Linked DNA regions of Sus scrofa: all the other regions are linked to region 1. A link is a contact called in public Hi-C and HiChIP or PLAC-seq data. All regions are on one chromosome and are shown on one strand. The core of a region is the stretch at or near the end of the contact, and the rest is flanking DNA. Distances in the headings are between cores, read along the strand shown. Region 1 has its middle 67 kb from the start of MIR15A. Region 2 overlaps LOC110255810 (a long non-coding RNA gene). Region 3 overlaps LOC110255806 (a long non-coding RNA gene). Region 4 overlaps LOC110255810 (a long non-coding RNA gene). Region 5 holds the start of RNASEH2B (ribonuclease H2 subunit B).

Region 1 (4,944 bases), core at 1,074-3,573:
CTTTCATAGGTTTCCCTTTCCCATAGGTTTTAATCCTGAGGACCAAAAGTCTCTTTCTCAGAGTAAATGCTTGAAATGGTATGCAAAATTGTAGTAGAGGTCTGTAGGTGCATTTTTTTTTTTTTCTGGAAAAAAGACTAGATTGCTTTCCCTAGGTTCTCAAACGGATATGTGTCCCCCTAAAGGCTAAAACCGTGTAGGTCTCAGGCTAAAATGTAAGCTCCCCAGCATGGACTTCGAAGCCCTATGTGGACTGGCCATCAGTCCAGCCTCCTTTCTCTCCCTTCTCTTCATCCTCCTCACATCCCACTTAAATTTACCTCACAGCAGTTCTTCACTACAGGTTGCTTTGCTTGCTCAGCCCTTTCCTTTTTTCTTAGCTGACCTAACTTTTGCCCATCTAGGAATCTGCCTTCTTTACGAAGCACCTCAGGTCATGGCACCTACAGAAAGCTATTCAGGATAAGCAAACTGGATGTGAACTCTTGCCTCCCTGAAGCCAGTCTAGCATTTGCTTTTTCTCTTAGCATCTACCCCCTGGATTTCCAAACTAGGGTGGGAGTGGGGCGGGGGGCGGGTAGGAAAAAAGAAAATAAATCGTAAAGTAAAACCTGTTAAGCAGTGACTGATAATTGTTTGTACAGCACTTATACACAGAAGAACCCCAGGCTGTGGTACACATTTTTATAGTACTTTCTTGGGAGGTAAACATGTTATTTATAATCGCCAGCAGAATTTTGATGATAAAGACAACACACACCTTCCTGCTACAGAATATCCTATACGAATTTTCAACATCATCCAGTTTTCCTTTATGCCCAGCCACCACATGGTGTTATGTATTTAACAACTCCGGCAATTAATAAACAACATAGTTATGATATTCTGGGATCTACTAGGACTGCTCTGTCATTTACCTGAATTATTTCTCCTTGGTTCTCCACTTAAAAAGACTGTCTACCATCAGGCGTCCTTGAAATTCTCCATCTATCCAGGAAAATGTTTCAATTTTGAGATAAACCGTGTTCTAAGTCTGCCTACAGCACACGCTTTCTTTAAGTCAACCCTTTCCTTTTTCAAAAAGTCACTTAATTGTTGCCTCAAAACCGAGCTCTTTGCCCTCCCTGGGTAGACAGATCACAACGAAGAGTATTTCCCTGCAGCTAACACATCAACTTATAAATAGCGCTTACCGCGCTGAGTCACCAAAACCCGGAGTTTCCCCAAATAGCTTATAACGACTGCTGGGATCGCGTCTTCCAGAATGGTGACAGAATCCTACAGAACCCATGAGGTTAGACTCTAGGCCCATGCCGATAAGCAGGTCCCCAACCACCCAGCACCCAAAGAACGTGGGCAAGGCCGCCTCTTCCCAGCCAGGCGTAGACGTCGGACCTCGGATGGCGTTCTCCGACAGCGGGACTTGGCCTTGACCGCTCCTGGACTGTCCCCGCCCCCTCCGGAGCTGGGAGCCGCAGGGGGCCGGTACCAGCCTCCGCCCAGGGCTGCCCGCTCACACAAAGAGGCGCGTCCAGAGAGGGCGGCCTTGGGTTCTGCTCAGGTTATAGGCTCGGGACTCTGGGCAGCTGGGGAAGCAGTTAGGGGCTAAGGCCTTGAGGAAAACCCCTGTCTCCCCCTCCGCCCACTCCCACACGTTTGAAATGGCAGCAGCCGCCGGTTTGGGGGCTGGGGGAGCAGATATGGGGGAGGGAACGGAAGTGCCACCCCCTGCAGTCAGGGGATGGTGACGTCACCTCTACTGTCGGCCTGTAGCGGGGGCGTCTGCCTGTCACGTGACGCTACCCCCCCTCCCGACTCCCCGCCGAATCCCGCGCGCGCGCTCCCTCCCCCAGTCCCTTCTCTCCAACTTTCGCCCTCCCCGCTCCAGCACGGCTGTCAACAGCGCCAGCTCCGCCCCCTCCCCCGCGCCCAGTGTAACCGCCACGGCGGCGCGGCTGGCGCTCCGGCTTAGGTCCGGGCTCCTGGAAGAGAGCGTGCCTTCGGTCCTCACCTATCCCCAATTCCCAGCGCGCTGGATGCGTGGACGCCGGAGCCAGGGTGCGCGGTGGCGTGCGGCGGCAGCGCTTCTCCGCTGAACCCTCCCATAGCAGGCGCAGGACGAGGCGGAGACGCAAGGTCCAAGCTCAGAGGGGGCGAGTTGCGCTCAGCAGCCTCCTGGTCTTGGCACGTCTCCGCTGGGGGTTGACCCCCCCCCGGCGGGATCCGCAACCGGGAGCCAGCCGTCGACCCCCCTACCCAGCGGCCCGCGCCTCCGCGGCGCTCCCGCCTCCACTATCCCTGCCTCCTGGGCGGCGCACGCAAGTCCTGCTTGGCTTCGTCTCGGGCCGCCGCGCGGCCGCTGGCTGTACGACGAGGGGCCAAGCACAGAATGCCTCCTTGAACCCCCTCGGCCACCCCGCCGTGCACTGCTGGGGTTCCCGATTGGATGGCTGTCACTGCTGCGCCTCGTTCTATTTTCCCCCTCGGTTCCCTGCTAAAAGTAGAGGCTTGGGGGAGGGAAAAGAAAACCCAGTGTTGAAAGGGGCGGTGCAGACTGACCTGTCAACGGCAGAGAAGGAAGACCCCCAGGTCGGGGCGAGCTCTCGAGCCCGCGCAGGGAACGGAGCCCTGGTTCCCGCGGAGCGGCGCGGCGGCAGCGGCTGTGGCTCAGCCAGGTGTCCCCCCTCGGCGGGGCCCGCGCTGCCGCGCCCGCCCCCTCCCCCGGCGCCGCGCTCCCCGCCCCATCATCAGGGACCAGGGAACCCCCCAGCTCGATTTTTTTGTGCAGTTTCAGCAAAGCTCCGAGGAAGTTGGTCCTTTTGTTCCACTATTTATAGATTGCGTCAACATTGCGAAAAGGAGAAGGCGGAGCGGTGGCCCCTCCTCCTCCCCTCCCCCGCCGGCTCCTGGGAGAGAAAAGCCCCAGCACACGACCTAAGTACACAGCGCGCCAGCCGCCCGCCCGCCCCCGGCCTCCAGCTCGCCGCTTCCCCCTCCCAGTCCCGGCCAGAGCGCTGCCAACCCCATCACGTGCCCGCCCGGGAAAACCAGCTCCCCGGGGCTCCGCGCCGCCCGCCAGGCTCCGTGGCGGCGGCGGCGGCGGCGGCGGCTGCCTCACTCGGCTGGGCACCCAGCTCGTGGGCTCCGGTCGTGGCCCAGGCGTCGCGCACAACGTGGGCACCCGCGCCCTAGTCACCCAATGGGGCCCCGGGGTCTGCAGCTCTTGGGTGTGCTTGCAAGCCTTCCGCGCTTCCGCCCTCTACCCTCCTCCCCGCCTCTGGAGCGCCAGCGCCCTGGTGCCGGAGTGTGCGCGCGTCCGGGCCTCTCCTGGGAGCCAGGGGCCCGACTAGTCACTCGAGCGGCCGCTTCCTCAGACGTTGGGATGCCCATCCTTCCCGGCCCCCGCACGATTGGCTGAGGGCGGGGGATCGAGGGACGCGGGGGTGGCTGGCGGCAGCTCGCCGGCTAGCCGGCGGAGCGCGGGAAGTACAGTGCGGCAGTTCCGAGACGCGCGTAGACGCTCTCCCTCCTCCGCAGGTGCAGCCGGGCTTAGTGCGAGCTCACTTACGGCTTCCCGGACATCTGCGGACCAAAGAGTTTGCAGACCTGAACCTCAGTGGGGGTAATACAGTTTTTAGGGAGTTACTGGAAGTTTGATCTGTGACAAAAACATTTGAACTTTCCTTTAAAAATCTGATGACGAAATGCTAGGCCCCGCCATATGTCCCGAAATGAAACTGAGCTCCCTTGCCGGCCTAAACCCTCTTTTCCTGAGCCTGGTGTATACAAGGAAGGAGATAAATAAGAGAAGAAGGCCTTATCAGAAAAAGAAAAAAACCCAGTGCAAGTAACTGGCTTGAGCGTAATTTACCTTCGCAGCTTCCGGTCGTTTCCCTAAGTGATTTATTTAGATCACAGATTAACTTTCCAGAATCGGAATAAAATAATTTAGCTCTTCAGAGCACGGGTGGAGGAAAGCCAGGGCTGAGTTGGGACGAGTGCAGGAAACGCGTCGGACCTTTCCGGGCAGCTGGACAGTATGGTAAACAGTCTGGAAGGGTTATATTATTTTCTAAGGAGTTTGGAGAGACTGTTCCTTCGCACCCAGCTCAAGTGCAGGCCGGGGGAGGGGAGAGGGAACCTGCACCGGCCCTTGCTGGGAACCGCGCTTCCGGACCCGACACAGGGCTAGGGCAAACCGAGGAGCGCTTTCGCCTCTAGCTGAGAAACCTTTCCAGGTTTGGGCCTTTTTCTTTCTCTCTCTCTCTGTCTCTCTCTCTCTCTCCCCCCCTCCCCCTCCTTCCCTCTCTCCCTCTCTCTCTCTCCTCCCCTTCTCTCGTCCCACTCTTTTTAAGGGGGAAACCTTAAGCTTTGGGTTCGTCCATTTAGGATACATGCGTTTCTCTCGCCCTAAAGGGGGAGGCGAGTTGAAGTAAGCGAGCCTGAGCAGTGGTTGCTGGGTTTCTAAAGCGCAGAGCTGAGTGGACCAGCAGCAGATGGGACTGGGCATTAGTCTCCTCACACCTGATGGGGCTCAGAACCTAGTTTGGGAGCCCGATCTTATTCTCCAGCTCTCTTGCCTTTTCTCTCGGTTTCCTTCCAATTTAGTGAAAGGCCCCGGCGCCCATCTTCCCGCCTTTCTTCCCTGCCCTGTCGTCTATGTTGGAAAGACCCAGTCCTCCTAAGAAGGCGAATTCGTTTCCGCGTCAATTTTGTTGCATCAATATCTACAAATCACGTTTCTTTGCACGAGGAAAACAAGCCAGGGCCTCCTGGCCTTTCCGGCCCCTGCAAGGGACAGGGGTGTCCAGGCCTCAGCTTGAGGCTTCCCCTCCCCCCCCCCGCCCCGCTTTGGGCCGAACCGCGGTGTCCCCACCACTTTGTCAGGACACGAGCTTTTCACCCCCACTTTGTTCTTCCGCAGTCTTCCCAGCTGCTAGAGAA
Region 2 (4,862 bases), core at 751-3,250, 650 kb after region 1:
TTATGAGAGCTGCTTTCAGAAAGGAAAATACGCTGGCCTGAATTTTCATCCTCTCCCTTTTAGTGCCAGGAGTGGTTAACTATCAAACAGTGAAATCTCCAGATGGCCCAAGGGCCTAGATTATTCAGAAACATGTGAACGGCTGATGAGAGCACAGCGTGAGTCAAAAGAATAATGGACTCCAGTAAATCAAGTGTCTTCATGTGTTTCTTAAAATACATATGTGTAAACCCCAAATCTCAGTGATTTCTGGCATGGTTGTTATCTGTAACATTTGTTCGTTGTTCCATAGAAGATCTGGCAAAGTTAGCTTTTGGAAGGGGTTTGGTCAAATCTCTTGAGTCCTCAGGACCCCAGACAGTCTGCCAAAGTGATGGGATGTAAATAATTCTCCATAATGTTAGTAGTGCATTCACTACTTAAAATACGCAAGTATTAGGTATTAAATGAACCATGCTGCATCTTAAAGTGAAGCTGTGTTTTGTGCTGTAGAGGAGGTTTTTACTCAATTCTACAAATCGCTAAAGATGGGGGATTAATAGCAAGTGAGAAATTGCTTTTATTCCTCTTACTTGAATAGCACTGCATTCTGCACATTAAGGCTTCAACGTAGAGGACTTGAGATGCAGAAAGAGAACCCCTAGAGGTACAGAGAGGAGAAGGGAAAGGAGGAGAGATGGAAGGCAAGGCGAGGGAATGGAGAAAGTTGCTTTCTTCATGGTCCAGTTCCCAGCCTGGTTCTCTTCTGGTGGTAATTGGGCAGTAGAGGAGAGAAGACAGACAAAAAGGGGGACAAAGAAGAAAGGGGAAGGAAGGTTAGAAAAGAACAGGAGAAATCTGGAAGGCAGAAAAAAGAAATGTAGTAGACCATTAGGAAGCATGCGTGTCAAATTGATGCTAGACTCACAGTGAAGCTTAATAAGCTTCAGAAACGTTTTGACCCCCGTGTGTGCCAGACGCTGTGCTAGGAGCTAGGAATACAGATGGAGACGTGGTCATCATTGCTGAGGCGCTCACAGGAAAGAATCGAGGTTGGGAAGAAGCCAAGAGAAGGCCAGGGGAACTTGGCATTGCACCGACTATGAGGAGGCTCAAAAGGGGTCAAGTGCTTTCTCCCGAAGCACTTTTGGTGATGAATTCCCTTTCATCTAATGTGGTTTTCTATTGACATTAGCTTTCAGACTTTTCCCAAAAAGTACCTAAGCATACCGCTTAGCAGAGAGGCTGGGCGAGAAGAGGGGGAGCTGAGACTGCATCTCAGCTAGTTTCATTCCCCTGTCCAAACAGATGTTGTCTGGCGAGAGCAGCACAGCGTCAAACATGACTACTGGATTTGGCATAAAATGGACCAATTAACCTTTGTTGATTGAGTCCTGTAAAAGTAACAGGGCTGCACTTCCACTGGATGCTGTTTAAAGAAGGACAGTGTCAGCCAAATGGCTCATCACCTGTCATGGCCGTCAGCATATTCCCGGCAGCTGCACAGCCTCACGCCACCCGAGACTCACTGTCCCCTCTCTCGGCCTGGAGCCCTGAAGGCTTGTGCTGGGCTCTTAATAGGCTTCAGACATGAAATTCAAGATGAACCTGACTCAGCTGCTCCAAGAGTGTCTGCCTCGGGTCTGGAATAATAAGAATAAAAGTTCAATTTCCTCCTCCTCCTGCCGCATCACTTACCAAACTTTGGGAATCTCTCTTTCACTTTGGATCACTCAAAAAAGTACCTTTCCACTTATTCAGCACCCTCTCTTTACGCTGGTGACAGGCGCAGGGCTTCCACATTCTGTAGACCTAGGGCCGTGGTTCTCTAACGTTCCTGAGAAATTTCCAGAAAGCTAGTTAAAAACTCAGGCAGGTGGGCCCCGCCACTTAGGATTCTCATTAAATAAATTTGGAAGAGTGTAGCCTGAAAATCAACGGGTTGGCTCCACCCCACTCCGCCCCCCCAGGTGATTCTGACACAGACGGTGGATGAGCAAAGCCCTCCCTGGAAACACGAGAGCACGGCTGGCATGTACAGCTCAGGAGAGAGCTGGGTGGGGACTTGATACCCGCATCCTGCCTTTCTCCTGGCTTATCTGACCCGTCTCTCTGCATTGGCTCCTTTTCCTGTACCCAGGAGGATCCCAGGGTTTTATTCTCTGTCCATTTATTTTATTCTATACACCCTCCATGACCGGAATGATTGGAAGCACCTATATAGTTTTAAGATGTTGCTTAAAAGCTCCAGACAGATATGTCCACCTGGAAATATCCCACAAGTACCTCAGCTTAACATGCTCAGGACCTAAATCATGAGTTTTAATCCTAGGTAGGATGAATAGGCACACCCCATCCCCAATTCTCTCACTGAATGGAGCTCTAAAACCTGGATCAGCTATTTGAGGACTTGGAAAAGTAGCAGGTAGACTGGGAGAGAAGACTAGAGTTCAGAATATGGACCACTGAACTGGTGGTGCATTTCCCATCTTTCCTCCTGGGCCCCCCAACCTGGATGCAAGATACAGCCTGAAACCTAGAAGTGGGAACCAGATGAACGGAAGCTTGCACCTTGGCCCTGGCATGGAGATTGGAAAGGGACCTCCTGGGAGAACATCCACGGTTTATCTCCTCCCTGTTCCCTGGCACTCGGCCCCAAGCTATCCCCCCACAGAGGCAGCAGTGAGAACTGTGTTGGCAGGTCCTATGGGGGTGAACACTTTTATTTCTGTGACTTGCTTTTATTTTCCTAGTGGTGTTGTTTGAAGGATAGATGTTCGTTTTGACAAAGTCCTATATGTCTTTTATATTTACCCCAACACTTAATTATTTTTAAAGTTCTTCATTTCTTCCTGTACCTCTGAATTTCCATCTGGTATTATTTTTCTTCAGCCTGAAGAACGTATTTGAGAATTTCTTATATTGTGTGTTTACTGGCAACAAATTCTTCCAGCTTTTCTGTTTCTAAAAGTCTCTGTGTTTATTTAACTTGAATGTAAAAAAAAAAAAAAATTTGCTATGTATAGAATTTTGAGTTGGCAATGATTTTTTTTTTTTATCATGTTGAATATATAGTTCCATGTCTTCTGGCCCCATTTTTTCTTATGAGAAGTAGCCATCATTCTTGGAATTATTCTCCCTCATATAATATGTCTTTGATTGCTCTTAAGGTTTACTCTTAGTCTTTGGTTTTTCAGTAGTTTAATTATAAGGTGCTTAGTTATATTTGCACTTATCCTGCTTGGGGTTTGCTGAGCTTCATAGATGTCTGTGTTTCTATTTTTGAATCAAAGTTTTTTTAATTTTTTTTTTTTTTGTCTTTTGTCTTTTTGTTGTTGTTGTTGTTGTTGTTGCTATTTCTTGGGCCACTCCCTCGGCATATGGAGGTTCCCAGGCTAGAGGTTGAATCGGAGCTGTAGCCACCGGCGAACGCCAGAGCCACAGCAACACGGGATCCGAGCTGCATCTGCAACCTACACCACAGCTCACGGCAACGCCGGATCGTTAACCCACTGAGCAAGGGCAGGGACTGAACCCGCAACCTCATGGTTCCTAGTCGGATTCGTTAACCACTGCGCCACGACAGGAACTCCCAAATTTTTTTTAATTTTTTTAATTGTCATTTCCCTAATACAATTTTTTTTCTACTGTACAGCAATGGTGACCCAGTTACACGTACATGTATACATTCTTTTTTCTCCCATTATCATGCTCCATCATAAGTGACTAGACATTGTTCTCAGTGCTACACAGCAGGATCTCATTGCTAATCCATTCCCAAAGCAACAGTTTGCATCTATTAACCCCAAGCTCCCAATTCACCCCACTCCTTCCCCCCTCCCCCTTGGCAACCACAAGTCTATTCTCCAAGTCCAGAATATTTTCACCCAATATAGTTGCAGATTTTTCCTGCCCCATTTTCTCTCTCCTCTCCTTCTTACATGTGTGTCTTAGACTTGAGACAGTCCCACAGCTCAAGGAAGCTCTGCCCATTTTGAAAAAGCCTTTTCTCTCTGTCTTTCAGTGTAATTTCTATTGACCTATTTTCTATTTCTAGTGACCTGTTGGACAGTCACTACTCCTTTCATTTGTTGTGTTTAATATACTGTCAGTTATAGGAAATGAGGTTTTTTCCCAAATACTGTGTTTTTCAGTTCTTGGATTTTAATTTGATTCTTTTTTCAATTTATATGTCACTCCTGACAGTTCCCCATATCTTCACCCATTATACCCATGCATTCCTATAAATTCATTAACATATTTGCCATAATTACAATAACATCCTTTTCCATTAATTTTAACATCTGGTTTGTCTATGGGTCTCTTTCCATATTTGACTTTTCTCTTCACTCTATGCTATATTTTCCTGCATCTTTGCATGACTAGTCAGTTTTTATTTTATAGCAGATGTTGTGGGTGAAAATTTTGTAGGGACTCTGAATTCCTTTCCTTCTGAAAAGTGTTGACTTTGGTTTTAGAAAGCAGTTGAATTACTGGCAGTTGATCTTGATTTATGAAGGCTTGGATTTAGGCTTTGTAAGGGTGGTTCTGTGTCAGTTTTGCAGCTGGCATAGGGTGAATCCCCTAGTCCAAAGTCCTAAGAAACACCTCTGGGTTTTAATTTTAAAACCTTGGGGCATTTTTTCAAAGCTGTTTAACTTGGAAGGACTTGAATTCCAAACTATGCCTGTAATAGGCAGCTGCTGAAACTTCTGCTTAGTGCTTTCATCGTTCTTGCTCTTGTTTCTCTCTGGGTATCCTGGAGCCTCATCCCATACATGTGTAGTGAAGGGATCAGCTCAAGATTTGAGTTGAGCGTCTATACAGATTTGGGGTCTTCCCTATCTAGGGTTCCCCACCCCACCCCCACCTCAATTTTAAGC
Region 3 (4,583 bases), core at 857-3,356, 940 kb after region 1:
GGTGTAGCTAATCACTGGGGAGCCGAGTGTATGGTTCAGAGAAGAGCCCCTCACCCTCTGCTGGTTATAAACACACCTTTTTCCTGGGCACTGAAATCAGGGGGACTTCCTCTGGCCCCAGAGAGAGCAAAAAGGGGCTGGTTCCGCATAATTTGTCCAAAGTGTGTCTTAGGTCTTTGTATTGACGTCTCATGGACAAGATGCTCTGTGAGGCGCACTCCTTGTACCTTTGAGGGCCCAGGTGCAACGGGTGAGAATGACCACCAGCACCCATGGTTTCCAACACTTGGGAACTAGCCCTGGCAACTAGTCAGATCATCAAGCAGGTGGGCACCCTTCTTGGCGGGTGGCACCCAAAGATTTGGGGAGATACTCGAGGAGTAACTATGGCACCCAGAGAAACATCAGCATTCAAAAGAAGCAATGTTTCTACTTAATGTCCAAAAAGAGGAAGGTTTAGCTAAGTCTTCTGTAAAGACGACTCCACAGCCCACATCCAGTTCTGCTTTCTGGGCCCCCCATCTGTTGGGAGGGATGGAGTTTGGGATGGGGGGGTGGCTAAGAGAAATGGCTTGGGCTCTAGAGCCAGAGGGGTTTCTATCTCTATGCTTTGCAGCTGTGTGGCTTTGGGTAAGTTACCTAACCTCTCTGAACTCAGTCTACTCACAAGATAAACAAAAGAGTAACGCTCACTCTTGGAGGACCGTTGTTGGGGTTAATGGTTCTGGAGTCAGACTGAGGGTTTGACGGCCAACCCCACATCTTACCAGCTGTTTGACCCCAGCCCTTCACCAAAGCTCACTGGTCTTACTAATTGTTTCATCTGGGGAATGGTGATGAGAATGGACCTCTCCTCGCAGGGTTGTCGCAAGGATTAAACGGGCTCATAGGTAAGAGACGCTTGGCGCTGAGCAAGTGCTCAGGAGAGGACAGCCGTTCTCAGATAATAATTGTCATGATGTAGCTGCCGGGCATGGGGGCCAAGGGGAGTCAGGACAGAGGACGCTGAAAGCCGCTTACCATGTTGCCACCGAGGTATCTTCAGTCCGGTCTGCTCCCAGCGGTTCAGGAGAAGCCCAGGTATCTGCCGAAGCCTGTCCTGTAGAGATGGGGCGGCCCCCGGGGAAATCAGAGCCGATCCTCATTCACCAAGGGAGTGAACAGGAAGGCTGCCCTTCCCACCCTGGCCGAGGGCTCGGGACCTGCTACCAGGCGCATCCCCAAGGCTGACCCTGAAGGTCTCCCGGAGGGGCCACCCGCACGGAGCCCGCAGACCTGGAGCCAGAAGACCTCTGAGCATCTGGGAGGCGGCCCTCGCTACCTTCGGTGGGAGGAGGCTTGGAGGGCGAGCACAGCCTCATCACGTCGGTCCCTGGGGCTTGCGGGCCCTTCCTCCTCCTGCCTCGCACGGCAGATGCGGAAACTCCCTGGGCTCCTCCCCCACGCAGCTCGTCCTCACTGAGGTGGGCACAGGCTCTGGAGGAAGCTGCCAGCCCTGGATCGGCTCAGGTGCGAGGCCAGGACGCCTGAGCCATGAAGGCTTCGGCCAAGTCGTTCCTCCTTTCGAGGGAGAGACTGTTGGTCACCGACCTGCGTGAGGGCACCGAGACGACGAGCCCCGAGGGTGTGGGCTGGGCTCCCCGAAGACCCGTCAAGGCCCTGGAGCACTCCCAGAACCTGAACTTGACCTCGAGGACACCCCTGGGATCCTGCTGGAGGATGGCCTCGTAGATGAGAGATCTTTTTAATTCTTCAATTAACCCTATTGGAGGCAGTCCAGGAAAGGCCTGTCTGGACCTGAGCCTGACTACAGAACGTTATAAAGCGAAATTCCCTGGTGCCTTGAAGCCTTATCCTCCCCCTCCCCCATCTCGGCTCCATTTCAGGCTCTGGAAGCCTCTTTGCTAGAGGCCCAGCTCCCGAGGGCTGGGATCAGAGGCCAGCCACTAGCCACGTCTAGTGAATGTTGCCTGCAGTTGTGCCAACAGACATACCAGCTCTAATGTAAAACCACTGTCTCCAAATCAAGGGGTTAGGTAAGCCCTCCGGGCTGCAGTGCTCTGCGGAGGTACTGGGCCGCCACAGGGGTGTGACTCATGGGCAAGGCAGCATCTCTCGGAGGCAGAGGCGGTCCCCCGCCGCGAATTCCCCAACAGCTGACAGCCCTTCTGAAAGTACAAAGCGCCTTTGTCTTTGCATCCCCAGCCTCCAGCACTTAGAGAAAATCTCCAGACACGGTGAACTGGGCACTACTTTGCTGCCCCCATCAGATCCCTCTTCTGTCTTGCCCCCCACCCCCACCCCAACCCCAGCATCTCCCTGGAGAAAGCCCTCCTTCCTCCCCACCCACTGAGCTCCCCGTCTGTTAGCTCCCGTCTTATTTGCGCTGCCCTTTCCACGGACAGACCTAATACTCAAGAGGCTGGGGCTTGTTGAAACTCCCTGTGACACAGAGATTGTGCTTCTTCTTGAGAGCCGGCCTCTCTCTCTGCTGTTTCTGTGTGGAAGGAACATGTGTTCAGGAGAAGGAGCAAAAAAAAAAAAAAATTGCTCTGGAATAGGTGATTTCCATAATTATGCTTCCCAAGCCTTGTGCCACCATTCAGCTGACAGCCTCCTTTCTCCCCTGCCAAGCGGGCTTGCTCTGGCTCGCTCTTACAGCACCCCCCACCCCCAAACCGGCCCCCACCCCTGCTTTTGCAAACGCACCCGTACGCTCACACTTCACAATAAGTAAATGGTTAAAAAAAAAAAAAAATCTCCATTTTCTTTCTCATGCAGCAGATGGCAGGTCTCAGGAACTTGGTGGAAATGAGGCTTTCTGATTTTCTAATAAATTTCGGCATCTCGCACAAAAAGCACAAGCTCATTTTGATTCTGATGTTAAGTACCATATGGCATCTCATTCGCGAGCTGTGGCAGCTTCGTCCTCGGGGTAACAAGGAAGGGGGGATCTTTCCTAGAACAAGGGCTTGAGCTGGTAGGGACCAATTGGATTCCTCGGTGAATGCCATTTGATAATAATATTGTATATGGCAATGGAGCAATTATCTCTCTTTCATGGTATGTGTTAATTTTCGCTGCCAGTTTTCCTAATTACCACTGCCACCCAAAGGACGACTTTCTGTAAATACTCTGTAAACATTTGAAAAGACATAGGCCGCGTGAGCACCAAGACAAACGTCCTTGGATTTTGAAACTGTCTGGAAAATTGGCTGACGTTTTATATGTTTTTCCACTGCGCAGACAGCCTGCTGAGAACGTGCAGTATGTGGAAACTCCCTCCTTCTCTTCCGTGCCATGAGGGGCCTCCTTCCTGAGGTTTGGGTTCTGAGGGCCATTTCTCACGGCTACCTCCTCTTTTTTGGGGAGGGGGGCTTGCAGCGTGAAGCCGCTTGATGCGGGATATGAGTTCCCCCAAACCAGGGTTTGAACCTGGGCTGCAGCAGTTTCAGTGCCGAATCCTAACCATTAGACCACCAGGGAACTCCCTCTCTACTACTTCTTTTGATCTTCAGTGGGCAGGTCCATGACCTTCGACAAAGGTCTGCAGCTCTGTAACCCCATGGAAAAGAGAGAACATCTCCATTACGACAGAAGGTTCCTCTGCGCCCCTTCTCTGCCCACCCTACCGCCCCCAACCAATGCTATTCCCATGACGTGCGCTAGAGATTAGTTTTGCTCGCTCTTGAACTTCATATGAGTTGAATTGGAGAGGATGTTTCTCTTCCGTGTCTGGCTTCGGAGCGTTTGACTCCTGTTTGGTGCATGAAGAGTTCGGGGCTCACCCCCACGTTAGACGTGGGCCTGTGACGACGCAGCCTCATTCGAGGCGCCGTCAAGGATACATCCTGAGATCCCACAAGGCAGCCTTTCGTCTCTTGTGGTCTGTGTCCGATGTGCAGTGAGAACCTCATGTGACGAGGGGGGCAGGAGTCTCAGAGGAAGGTTCCTGGGGTCCGTCTCTATAGATTGAGGAAAGAAATGGGGGGGTATGTGCCAGGATCCAGTATCTGGAAAGAAAACTTTCTCTGATAAAACCCAACTGCTACTAGTTTTATTTGCTTGCTTTTGAACTCCTGGGACCATAGTGGCCATACTCTGGGTGGGAGCCCCAGGCTACCTCGGCTCCCTACCAGGGCCACCAAGAGGGATGTGGCCAAACCCCTAGCCTCCCAGAGACCCTTTGAATAAAAAATGTCCCCCACCAGGGGCCTGCCCAGTACCTGAAATTCTCATCACTTTTGGCTCCAGCTTTGAAAACTCTGCCAAAATGAAAACAGCATGTATTTCCCGGGCTAAGGGAATCAGCTAGTATGCACTGGGCTTTCAAAGAGGCAAAGAGCCACAGAAGAGAGAAACTGATGGGCGTGCATCTGAGAGATGTGTCAATACAGTCCCAGGGGCCAAGCACCTTTCGGAGAGGCAAGCTCGCGGGAGATGGAGGCGGAGGCCCTGAGCGCCAGAGGCGATGAGGTTCAGCTTTACTCGGTGAAGGGGTGGTGCCCTGACGGCTGGCCCTTCACCCTTGCTGGGAAAATACCTCACTGAAAGGAGGCGGCTTAGATCAAAATGGCTTGGCT
Region 4 (4,978 bases), core at 1,643-4,142, 600 kb after region 1:
GAGTAAATGAAGATTTCCATATATTCTATAATAGGTAATACAGTCTTTAAGAGATCTAGGATTACGTGGCTATTGCAGGGAGTTCTCTGGTGGTCTAGCAGGTTAGGGTTCTGGGTTGTCACTGCTGCGGCTTGGGTCGTTGCTATGGCTCAGGTTCAGTCCCTGGCCTGGGAACTTCTACATGCCATGGGCACAATCAAAAAATAGTCCATTGCATAATAGTCTGTGCTTAATGGACTGTTTCTGAAATGATACATAAGAAACTGGTAACCTTCAGGTAGAGACTTGAGTAGCGGGGAGGAAAGAGATTTATTTTTCACTCTATTTCTTTTTTTTTCTTTGTAATTAATACCACATGTATACATTATGCATTCAAACAAATAAAGTATAACAATAATTTGAGAAATTAAAGAAAGAAGATATGTTTATCCTTAATAATAAACTGTGTACAATCTTTCTATAAAGGACTTTTTAGCATCTTTAATGCTTCAGAATTAAATGAGATGATTTAACTAATGCAACCAGCACAGAACTTGGCACACCATCGGTGTTCAGAAAGTGGCAGGGCCCTTTCCCTTGAGGGCATCCTTATGACCATCCTCCCGGTGAATTCGCTAAACACAAGGACGTAGCTAACGGGATGCTGGCTATAAGAGAGTTTATTGGATTTTACTAGGATGTTGGACACAGATGGTGAGTATGAATGCCAGAAAGTTGATGAATCATCTGGTAAACTAGTGGAAAAGGTGAGTGGAGCCAGAAACAGACCAGAGAGGGCAAGGCAACAAACAAGTCTGGAGAAAGGCAACTTTACTCATTATATCATGTAACCTGCTTTTCAGTTGCTGATGTTTCCAGAATATTAAGTGTGTTTTGCAAATTGGAGTTATTCTAATCTTCAAGATACTGAATGCTCATTAAATAACAAAAAGCTTGAAATCTCATTAGACAGTGGAACTTTTTTTTTCAAATGTATTATTTCTCTCATTTAATGATGAGGAGCAGTGAGTCTATAAATCAGAACACTTTATGGGCAGCTGTAACACCTAGCTCTAATGCCAAGACTGAGAATCTGATAGCACAGCTATTAAAATGGAAGTCTCCTCAAAGACTGCAATTCCCGCTAACAGGAAGGCCCAGAGCAGCCAGACACTGTGTCTCCCTTTCTGTTTTAATGTAGTTGCATCAATTCCGCTATTCTGTTATAAAGCAGGGACCCAAAATGACACTTAGGAGGCAGGCAAAATGAAAACAAAACTTAGAAAAACTATCCCATGCAGAAATCACCGCTGATATTAAGGCATTATTGGTACTGTTGAGATGGCTGTGGCACAATTTAGACCCTTGCTGCTCAAGGTGTGGTTCCTAAACCACATCATCAGCATTAGGGGGGAACTTTTTTCCAATGCAGAATCCCAGGCCCTCCCCCCGACCTACCAAATCAGAACCTCTAGTTTAACAAGATTCCCAGGTAATTCTATGAACATGAAAATTTGAGAAGCACTGATTTAAAAGTATCAGTGTATTTTAGATAAAAATGATACACATTGAGAGGCAGCATTCATTTTATCTCAGTAAGGAGAAAAGGTCAACTTTGGCTTGTTCATGAGAATGAATAAATAGTAAATAAATTCGGCCAAAAAGTTAACGTGGAGGCACTTTTCCAAGGAGAGGCTTTGGCCCTGTGGAACCGTCTGGGGGCCATGGGAATTAAAAGAAAGAGATAGAAGGGAATAAGCTCAAAGATGGAGGCTCTAAGTCTTGGCAAATGATTGAATGTAGAGTCCATCTCCCCACACTGGTGGGACTAAAAGAATGAGACTTTTCGCTGAAGAAGGCATCAACTAACTAGTGAGATGACAATGAAACAAAGCCCACATTTTCAATAGAGAACGTTTAAAATCTAGGGCACTTTCTTTAAGGGATTGTCTGTCCTTTGATTTGGTAATTCTGTTTGACACCAAATGTTGCTTTTACTGCTTTCCCCCCAAAATGGATGCTTGATTTAAAAGACTTTGGTGTTCCCACTGTGGTGCAGTGAGTTAAGAATCTGACTGCGGTGCCTCAGGTCGCTTTGGAAGTGCAGGTTCGATTCTGGCCCAGCACAGTGGGTTCAAGGATCTGGTGTAGGTCGCAGCTGAGGCTCAGATTCAGTCCCTGGCTTGGGAACCTCCATATGCTGCAGTGCGGCAAAGAAAGGAAGGAAGGAAGGAAGGAAGGGAGGGAAAGAAAGAAAGAAAAATCTTCATCTGTTACTTTCCATTCATTAAATAAGAATATTTTCACATCTTTTATTCATATAAGTGCTGTTGACCAGTGTGAGACAATGTGTGTTCCTGCTAGGGTTGCTACAATTTCAGATAGAACCAGAGAAACTTGATAACTTAAGTTTCCCATATATGATTTTGATGGGAAAATAAGCACTTACCTTGTGACCTTGAATAAGAATCCACTGCACACCTGAGTGAAACTTCCCAGAGTTGTAGTAGGAGAAGGAGAAAAAATGGAAGACAAGGGTGGGGGTAAAATTAGGAGGAGGCTTTACCGTGTCGGCCATGAGCTCTTCCCATTGAGGTACTTCAGTCCAGGGAAACGGAGACAAGCATGTACGCCTGGGAATGCTCAGACCCGTCCCACCTGTCAACCAACTGAAAAAGCAGTGGACATCAGCAACTAGCTGGTGACTCTGTTTTGACTCTTGGTAGCAATAACTTAATGGGAAAGATTTTTGAAATATCCCTTCCCATGTGGAAGACCCTCATCATTCTAACTGTAGGGACCAAGTTACAGTCTGTTACAGTGAATCATTTCTCTTGGAAAGTCCCTATGTAATAAGCCAGCCTAGAGTTCCCACTGTGACTCACTGGGTCATGAACCCAAGACAGTGTCTGTGAGGATGTGGTGTGGATTCAGCTCAGATCTGGAGTTGCCATGGTTGTGGCGCAGGCCTGCAGCTACAGCTCTGAGAACTATCAAGATGCCACCAGTGTGGCCATTAAAAAAAAAGAGAAAAAAAGAAAAAAGCAAAGAACAGAAATAACCCAGACTGTTATGACACTAGCCAGCTTTATGTTACACCTTCAGTGATTTAAGGAATTTGTTATGACAGATGACATTTCTGATAGTGTAAATTTCCTTGCATCATTGACCTCTTGAATAATTTTCAGTTGGCAGAAGCGGAAACTTCTCCAGCTTTGAATGGTAGGGATTTTCAGTAAGTGTATGGTTTTGGCCATACCTGCAGCTAGGGATTGAATCCAAGCCTCAGCTGAGACCTGTGCTACAGCCGCAGCAATGCCAGGTCCTTAATCCACTGCACCACAGCAGGAACTCCACGTGAGATTTTCAAATAATAAAAATTTAAAAACTTTTTCTTAATGGGTTAACTTTTAAATATATGTCAACCAGGTAAAAGAGGGTTCTGTGTGGGCAAGTTTGGAGAACAACATAGCAGCTGATACGTGTAGGTAATTATTTGGATCCCAACTTGAACAGACAGAGAACAACTTTTTAAATCTCTTTTATGTTTAAGTCTAGGCGAAGTCATCCCAGACGTGAGTCACACTTGTGGGTTTCCACACACTGCAAGGACTGGGCAGATAGGCTACCATGGTTCAATGTTAACAGGAATTAATATGCAGTTTAGCTAGTGAATTAAAACTGTTCCACATTAGACAGAACTTTATAGATAGTTTTATAAGTTGAATGGAATGAATCAAATACCATCGCTTGAATTAGAATATCCTTTATATTCTCTCTGTTTCCTGGGCCCTGGTGACAAACGTACAGAAGCATGCTAGAACAAGCAGACCAGAAAATTAAATTCTTCTCCTCATTCTTGCTTTATGCAGGAGGCACAATTCAGAGTGTTAGCCTCAAATATCTTCCACGTGTTTTCTGTTTTTTTCTTCCCTTCCTTCTAAGTCAGCTAAACTTGGTAAGGTCATTAAAAACGGGGCTTTTGCAAACCTAATGATGAAATCAGGGAAAAACTGGGCTGGAAAGAAAGATCCTTTGAATGAGTCAGGTCTAGTGCTTCATCTCCTGGCGCCTGACATCTCAGGACTGTGGGAATTAAATGTGATGATGTGTGTGAGAGCACCACTAAAACCCAGCAGGCAAGCTTGCATAAAGAGACACATCATTCCTTTGATGAATATAGCATTGCAGATTATTAGGAAGTCTTGTTGTTTAAAATAAATTCTGTTTCTGTATCCACCCTGAACTTATCCTCTAATCATATAGATTCTTCTCTCATGCGTTTCTTTTCTTTTTTTTTTTTTTTAAGGAATTCAGGGACTGTGGCAGTTGTGTAGGGCATGAAACATGAGTACCACCCATCTGCATTTGACTGGGATGCACCTGGGCCCAAGTCCAGCCTTTCCTTCTTTTTCTTTCTTTCTTTCTTTTTTTTTTTTTTTTGCCTTTTCTAGGGCCGCTCTCCGCAGCATATGGAGGTTCCCAGGCTAGGGGTCCAATCAGAGCTGTAGCCGCCGGCCTACGCCAGAGCCACAGCAACTCGGGATCCGAGCCCCCTCTGCAACCTACACCACAGCTCACGGCAATGCCGGATCGTTAACCCACTGAGCAAGGGCAGGGATCGAACCTGCAACCTCATGGCTCCTAGTCAGATTCTTTAACCACTGCGCCACCACGGAACTCCCCCTCATGCATTTCTTAAAAGAGAGGGAGAAGAGCTGGTCACAGTCTTCTCTGTAGAGCAAAACCTACGTTAATTTGACACAAGGAGTTTTTTTAATGAAGAAAATGAACTCCTTAAAAAATAAAAACCTAGGAAAAATAAGCAAACAATTGAATGAGCCAGGATATGGAAACCTTTTCTAAGTAACATAATGCCAAAGGCAGAAACCTTAAAAGAAAAGATCCACAGATTGGTTGTATATGAATTTTGCACATTTATATATTAAAGACCATCATAGAAGAAAACAAAATCCAAGTTATAAACTGGGAAATAATA
Region 5 (4,522 bases), core at 117-2,616, 780 kb after region 1:
AGAAGCAGGCAAAATTGTTTCTGCACTGTGAAAACAACCACATGAAAACACACATGAAAACAGCCGGTGGCTGGAAAAGATCAGAGAACGACAAAAACAGCTCTAGAGCAATAATACCGACCTGTTGCCTGCCCCGGGGCTGGCATCTGGGTCTCCCTCCTCAACGGTCCTCTCTGCCAGGTGTGGCCTGCAGTCAACTTACTTAGCTGCATTTCTCCCCCCTCATGGGAAATGGGATTGAAATTAAAAAAACCCTTCAGAAGGCTGAGATAGATCTAGTGCTGCTGAATTTAACTATCTTCAAGATTTAAACCAAAAAACCTAAGTGCATTAAAGTTATGTATACTCATAATGCATGCATATTCAGATATATATGTGTATGTAGGAGTATATATATGTCTATACGTGTATAGACATATATATACACATACATATATCTTTTGCATTTTAATTAACATTATAAAGGGAAATGTTTCTGTTTTTGAATATCTTTTGAAGAAAAATAAATATACCCCAAATACCATTTGTGCAAAAAAAGAAAAAAGAGAGACATGAACTTGTGAATGGCAAGATCCTGTTAGAATAGACAGACTTAACAGTAATTGCCCCTGGGGAAGAGGGCTGGAGATCTGGGTTATTAGCAGGGAGTCATACTTTTCTTTAAAGTATGAGACAGATGTTTATTACCACCTTTTCTAAAACCGTGTACAATTAAAATTTTATTTTAAAAGTTTAAATCTTCAAATTTCATGACTCTAACTTTTTAAATAACGCTTTTAAAATGTCTTGATTAACTCATTGCAAATTGTCTTTCAAAGCAAATGCATATTTTGAGCCTCAAATTGTGCACCTCTTCGTAGTGACAAGGACTAACCCCAAGTTGAGGACTGCTTTACCTGTGTCACGAAGCACACAGCACACTAGATTCGGGCATTACTTCCAACGCAGGATGCAAATAATAATCAAGGTACGATGACCAGAGTAGCATTAGGATTTGGACGTGGATTCGCTCCAGGCTTTCCCTTCTGCCAGGTGTGTGCGAGTCCACCAGCCTTGGGGTCCCCACTCCCCCACTGGGAAGACCCTGGGCCGCTGCAAGCAGAGACCCGGCGCCCCGGGCTGAAGCGATCCGCCCGCCGCCGCCGCCGCCGCCGCCGCCGCCGCCGCCCTGGGTCGCCGCCCAGCGCGTCGCGTCACTGGGCGCCGCGGGTGAGCACCTCCCATTGGCCGCGCCGCGGGGCGGAGGGGCCGCGACCCTTTCCGCCGGCCTGGGCCTGGCGCTCAATTTAAACACTTAACCTAAGCCACTGGCGGGCTCCGGAAACGAAACGAAAAGAAAGCCCGAGGTTCTCCCCGCGGGCCGCCCTCCGGGCCCGCCCTCTGCACGCTGCGCTCCTCGGTAAAGTCCCTTCTCCCGCCATTTGCCGCGGGGCTCTGGCCGGGCCCGCGCTCCGCGTGCAGAGGCCTGCGGCCACCCGGAGCGCTCGGCGGGCACGGCGGGCAGCATGGACCGCAGAGACGGGGCTTGCGGCCGGCAGCACGTGTTCCTGGTCCCAGGTAAACACGACCGCCCCGGGGCAGCGGCGCGCTCGGCCCGGCCCCTTGTCCCCCAACCGCCGCGCGGGAGCGCGCGCCGAGCGTCCGCGGGGGCGGCGCCCAGGCGGGTTCTCAGCGGCGGCCCCGGCGCGCGCACCCCGGCGGGCCCCCCTGTCCGCGCGCAGCCGAGGTACACCCCGCGCAGGCCCTGCGCGCCCCTCGGCCGCGCGCGCGGGACTCGAGTGTCTCTCGGAACACGTGGTTCTTCATTTCGGTTTCAAGTTCTGTATCTGTGCGTTTCAAAACCCGAGCTGGAAGCGCAAAAACCGACCGAGCGGATTTTCCCCCTTGGGGTTCTTTGTAGATCAGGTGGGCTGGAGACTGCGGCCCAGGCCAGCGGAGAGCGGCGCAGGTTCCGCAGTTGTCCGCTCCTGGGATGTAATTTGATACCCCTCGCCACTCGACAGCCGGCCAGGCATCTGGGACCTACTAGATCGGAACCGAGGATCCAGTAGACCCGCATCGGCCTGGAGGCTGTGGTGTCTTAACCCCATCCCTTCCCTGGGACAGGCCTTGGTTGGTGAGGCAGGAGGGAAGCTGTGTGGCAGGGGTTAGGACAAGGGTGATTCAAAGAGATTCAGGCAGGTAGCTAATGATGGGAGTGGTGGAACCTGCCTTTTCAGCCTCCCCGGGGTGATGATTCAGGGACCGCAGAGGCTTCGGATGATGGACATCAGTTGCCAGCCATGATTGGCATGAAGTGTCAGAATAAATGGAGTTGGGACCAGGGAGTGCAGGTCAGAAAGGTTTGGCCCTTTCATGGGATGATAGATTGATTTGATGACATAACATTGGATATAAGGAAAACCCATTGTTTTCAGTATCTAACTTGGAGACTTTATTCGGCAAATATGGTATTTTTCAAGTAAATGATACTCTGATAACAATATAGATGGCCATTAATCTAGATTTTTATGGTGGATATTGAAAATTGTTACATGACAATCTGTCGATATTTTTTGTGTTTTACTTTTTCTCCATTTGTAAAGAAGTATGCATATAGTAACATATACAAGTTTAAGCAGGTGCAACTCAATGAACTTTTCATATATCTGTACCCCTGTAAGCATTCCTCATGTCAAGACCTAGAACTTTTCCAGTAGGCTTCTCTTACCTGTTGCTGGATAGCCCCAGTAACCCCGCTGCTGACCTCTGTCACCAGAGGTTCCTTCTGCTTGTTGGGGTAAGTGTGTGTTCCTTGGTGCCAGGCCTCTCTCACTCAGCGTTACATCTGTAAGTTTCATCCATATTCTGTGTAGCAGTAGTCTGGTTTGTTGCTTCCTATGTGTCTTTATCATATGTATGTTCTTAATATTTATCTCGACTTCTGTGAATGGATATTTAAATTATTTCCTGTTTGTAACCATTATGAGTTACACTTCTAAGAACACTCTTTTTAGGAGGCTTTCTCAGCAGTGTAGACTTAGGAGTGGAATTGCTAGTCCTGGATACTGTATGTTCAGCTTTGGTAGATGCTGCTCAGCGGTTTTCCAAAGTGGTAGCACCGATTTCCACTCTCACTGGCCGGTTGCTGCACATCCTCAATGGAGATTTATAGTTTGTAGAGGAAAAGTTCATGCAAAGTTCAGGTCTTCACAGAATCCAGCAAAGGGCTACCCGATACATGCTTTACCGTAGAAAAATTCTCACTGTTGTCACATTAGTTCAATGAGATTTTAATGATGGGACTCATTAAGAATCAAGTGGGTTATTTTTCTTCAGATGCACGTAATGACTGAGAATAATTCGAGTTGCTTATCTTGTTCTGTTTAGTCAGTACGGACATTTTCATTCTGGGTTTTTTTTTTTTCAGGTTTATTTATTTATTTATTTATTATTACTCAATGAGTTTATTACACTTGTAGTTGTGCAATGACCGTCACAATCCAATTTTATAGGATTTCCATCCCACAACCCCAGCGCATCCGCCGACCCCTGACCTGTCTCCTTTGGAAACCATAAGTTTTTCAAAGTCTGTGCATCAGTATCTGTTGTGCAAAGAAGTTCATTGTGTCCTTTTTTCAGATTCCACATGAGTACTGACATTTTCATTCTTAAAGTATGTTTGTGTCCTCATCACATTAAACGTAAAAACCTTTAAGGTAATTATTGATTGCATCTCTGGAAGTTGTAGGTTTAATACGTCTACTGGCTGGTGGCAAGAGGAGTTTCAGTCCAGTTCCTGTTCAGAGCTGAGCCCGTACTGTGGCCTCTGAACTTTTTGGAGGAGGCTGAGCCAGCTGTTAAGGAACTGTTAAAAAGCACAGTGTATGTGGTTAGGCAGGCGGTTTGGAGACAGAACTTGAGCTTCTAGTGCCTGTAATTCCTCTAGCTGGCCTTTACTGCCACCTGCAGGCTGTGGGGGTACAAACACTGGTGTTTGATAAGTAACTGCTGTGCCACTGTGCTTCTCAAACATGAGGGCATCAGTCACTGGGGAGCTGGGTACCATCCCCAAAGTGTCTGATTTTGTACATCTGGAGTGGGGGCTGAGAATGTACGTTTCTAGCAAGTTCCCCAGTGATGCTGATGCTGCTGGTCGGAGGACACCCCTAGGAACCACTGCAGTAGCACCAGCCCTTGGGAGCTAGGAACGGCCAGTCTCAGGCTTCGCTGTCTTTATGGTGGACCAGAATTACCAATGGCAGGGCAGTGCATGTCGGCACAGGGTACGAGGCCCATCTCCACACACATATTTGTTGTTCTTTCCAGCAGGTGGGAATTTGGCCCCAGTAAGTTGTACATTTGAGAGGAGGAGACTCTACCCTGTCATGGGGCTGTGTTATATCCTGAAGGACATGGTAAAGTATTTATTCATTAGTTAGGTCTCTTTTCTGCTGGTTTTCAGTTTGTCTGGAGAAGTCCAATATCCCAGAAAAACAGAAGCTAAAACATGAGAGAGATACTTGTAAGGTACTTAGACATG

The links. A called contact is a pair of places that touch in the nucleus more often than the background predicts. HiChIP or PLAC-seq counts read pairs in DNA pulled down with a chosen protein or histone mark.
Region 2: a contact with region 1 is called in an H3K27ac HiChIP or PLAC-seq map of skeletal muscle, with 4 times the contacts expected there. The contact joins two enhancer-like sites. A contact is called at or near these places in 1 of 47 Hi-C or Micro-C datasets (fibroblasts) and 1 of 2 datasets of contacts at active chromatin or transcription factors (skeletal muscle).
Region 3: a contact with region 1 is called in a Hi-C map of embryonic fibroblasts, with 4 times the contacts expected there. The contact joins two enhancer-like sites. A contact is called at or near these places in 2 of 47 Hi-C or Micro-C datasets (embryonic fibroblasts and fibroblasts) and 1 of 2 datasets of contacts at active chromatin or transcription factors (skeletal muscle).
Region 4: an H3K27ac HiChIP or PLAC-seq map of alveolar macrophages shows a contact between it and region 1. The contact joins two enhancer-like sites. A contact is called at or near these places in 2 of 47 Hi-C or Micro-C datasets (both in embryonic fibroblasts) and 2 of 2 datasets of contacts at active chromatin or transcription factors (alveolar macrophages and skeletal muscle).
Region 5: a contact with region 1 is called in an H3K27ac HiChIP or PLAC-seq map of alveolar macrophages, with 11 times the contacts expected there. The contact joins the promoter of RNASEH2B here to the enhancer-like site in region 1. A contact is called at or near these places in 1 of 5 promoter capture datasets (fetal liver), 6 of 47 Hi-C or Micro-C datasets (alveolar macrophages, embryonic fibroblasts, fetal skeletal muscle and 1 more) and 2 of 2 datasets of contacts at active chromatin or transcription factors (alveolar macrophages and skeletal muscle).

The regions. Positions count from the first base shown.
Region 1 is chr11:17,688,105-17,693,048 of Sscrofa11.1, reverse strand. No RefSeq gene overlaps it. Among named protein-coding and RNA genes, the nearest start is that of MIR15A, 67 kb to the left of the region's middle. Within about 2 kb of position 2,323, at least 81 of the 83 cell types and tissues checked have an H3K27ac peak or open chromatin away from gene starts, as enhancers often do. A contact at or near this core is called in alveolar macrophages, embryonic fibroblasts, fetal liver and 2 more, where this site is marked.
Region 2 is chr11:17,038,354-17,043,215 of Sscrofa11.1, reverse strand. All of the region lies in intron 2 of LOC110255810 (a long non-coding RNA gene), which reads left to right. Among named protein-coding and RNA genes, the nearest start is that of DLEU7, 70 kb to the right of the region's middle. Within about 2 kb of position 2,000, at least 4 of the 83 cell types and tissues checked have an H3K27ac peak or open chromatin away from gene starts, as enhancers often do. A contact at or near this core is called in skeletal muscle, where this site is marked.
Region 3 is chr11:16,745,799-16,750,381 of Sscrofa11.1, reverse strand. LOC110255806 (a long non-coding RNA gene) reads right to left here. Exons shown (of 3, transcript XR_002336661.1): 1 at 1,021-4,583. Among named protein-coding and RNA genes, the nearest start is that of FAM124A, 90 kb to the right of the region's middle. Within about 2 kb of position 2,106, at least 18 of the 83 cell types and tissues checked have an H3K27ac peak or open chromatin away from gene starts, as enhancers often do. A contact at or near this core is called in embryonic fibroblasts, where this site is marked.
Region 4 is chr11:17,085,050-17,090,027 of Sscrofa11.1, reverse strand. The region is part of intron 2 of LOC110255810 (a long non-coding RNA gene); the gene reads left to right. Among named protein-coding and RNA genes, the nearest start is that of DLEU7, 120 kb to the right of the region's middle. Within about 2 kb of position 2,892, at least 5 of the 83 cell types and tissues checked have an H3K27ac peak or open chromatin away from gene starts, as enhancers often do. A contact at or near this core is called in alveolar macrophages, where this site is marked.
Region 5 is chr11:16,908,650-16,913,171 of Sscrofa11.1, reverse strand. It overlaps RNASEH2B (ribonuclease H2 subunit B), which reads left to right and starts at 1,366. Exons shown (of 11, transcript NM_001244492.1): 1 at 1,366-1,557. The coding sequence starts at 1,506. LOC110255807 (a long non-coding RNA gene) reads right to left here and starts at 1,157. Exons shown (of 3, transcript XR_002336662.1): 1 at 897-1,157; 2 at 122-221.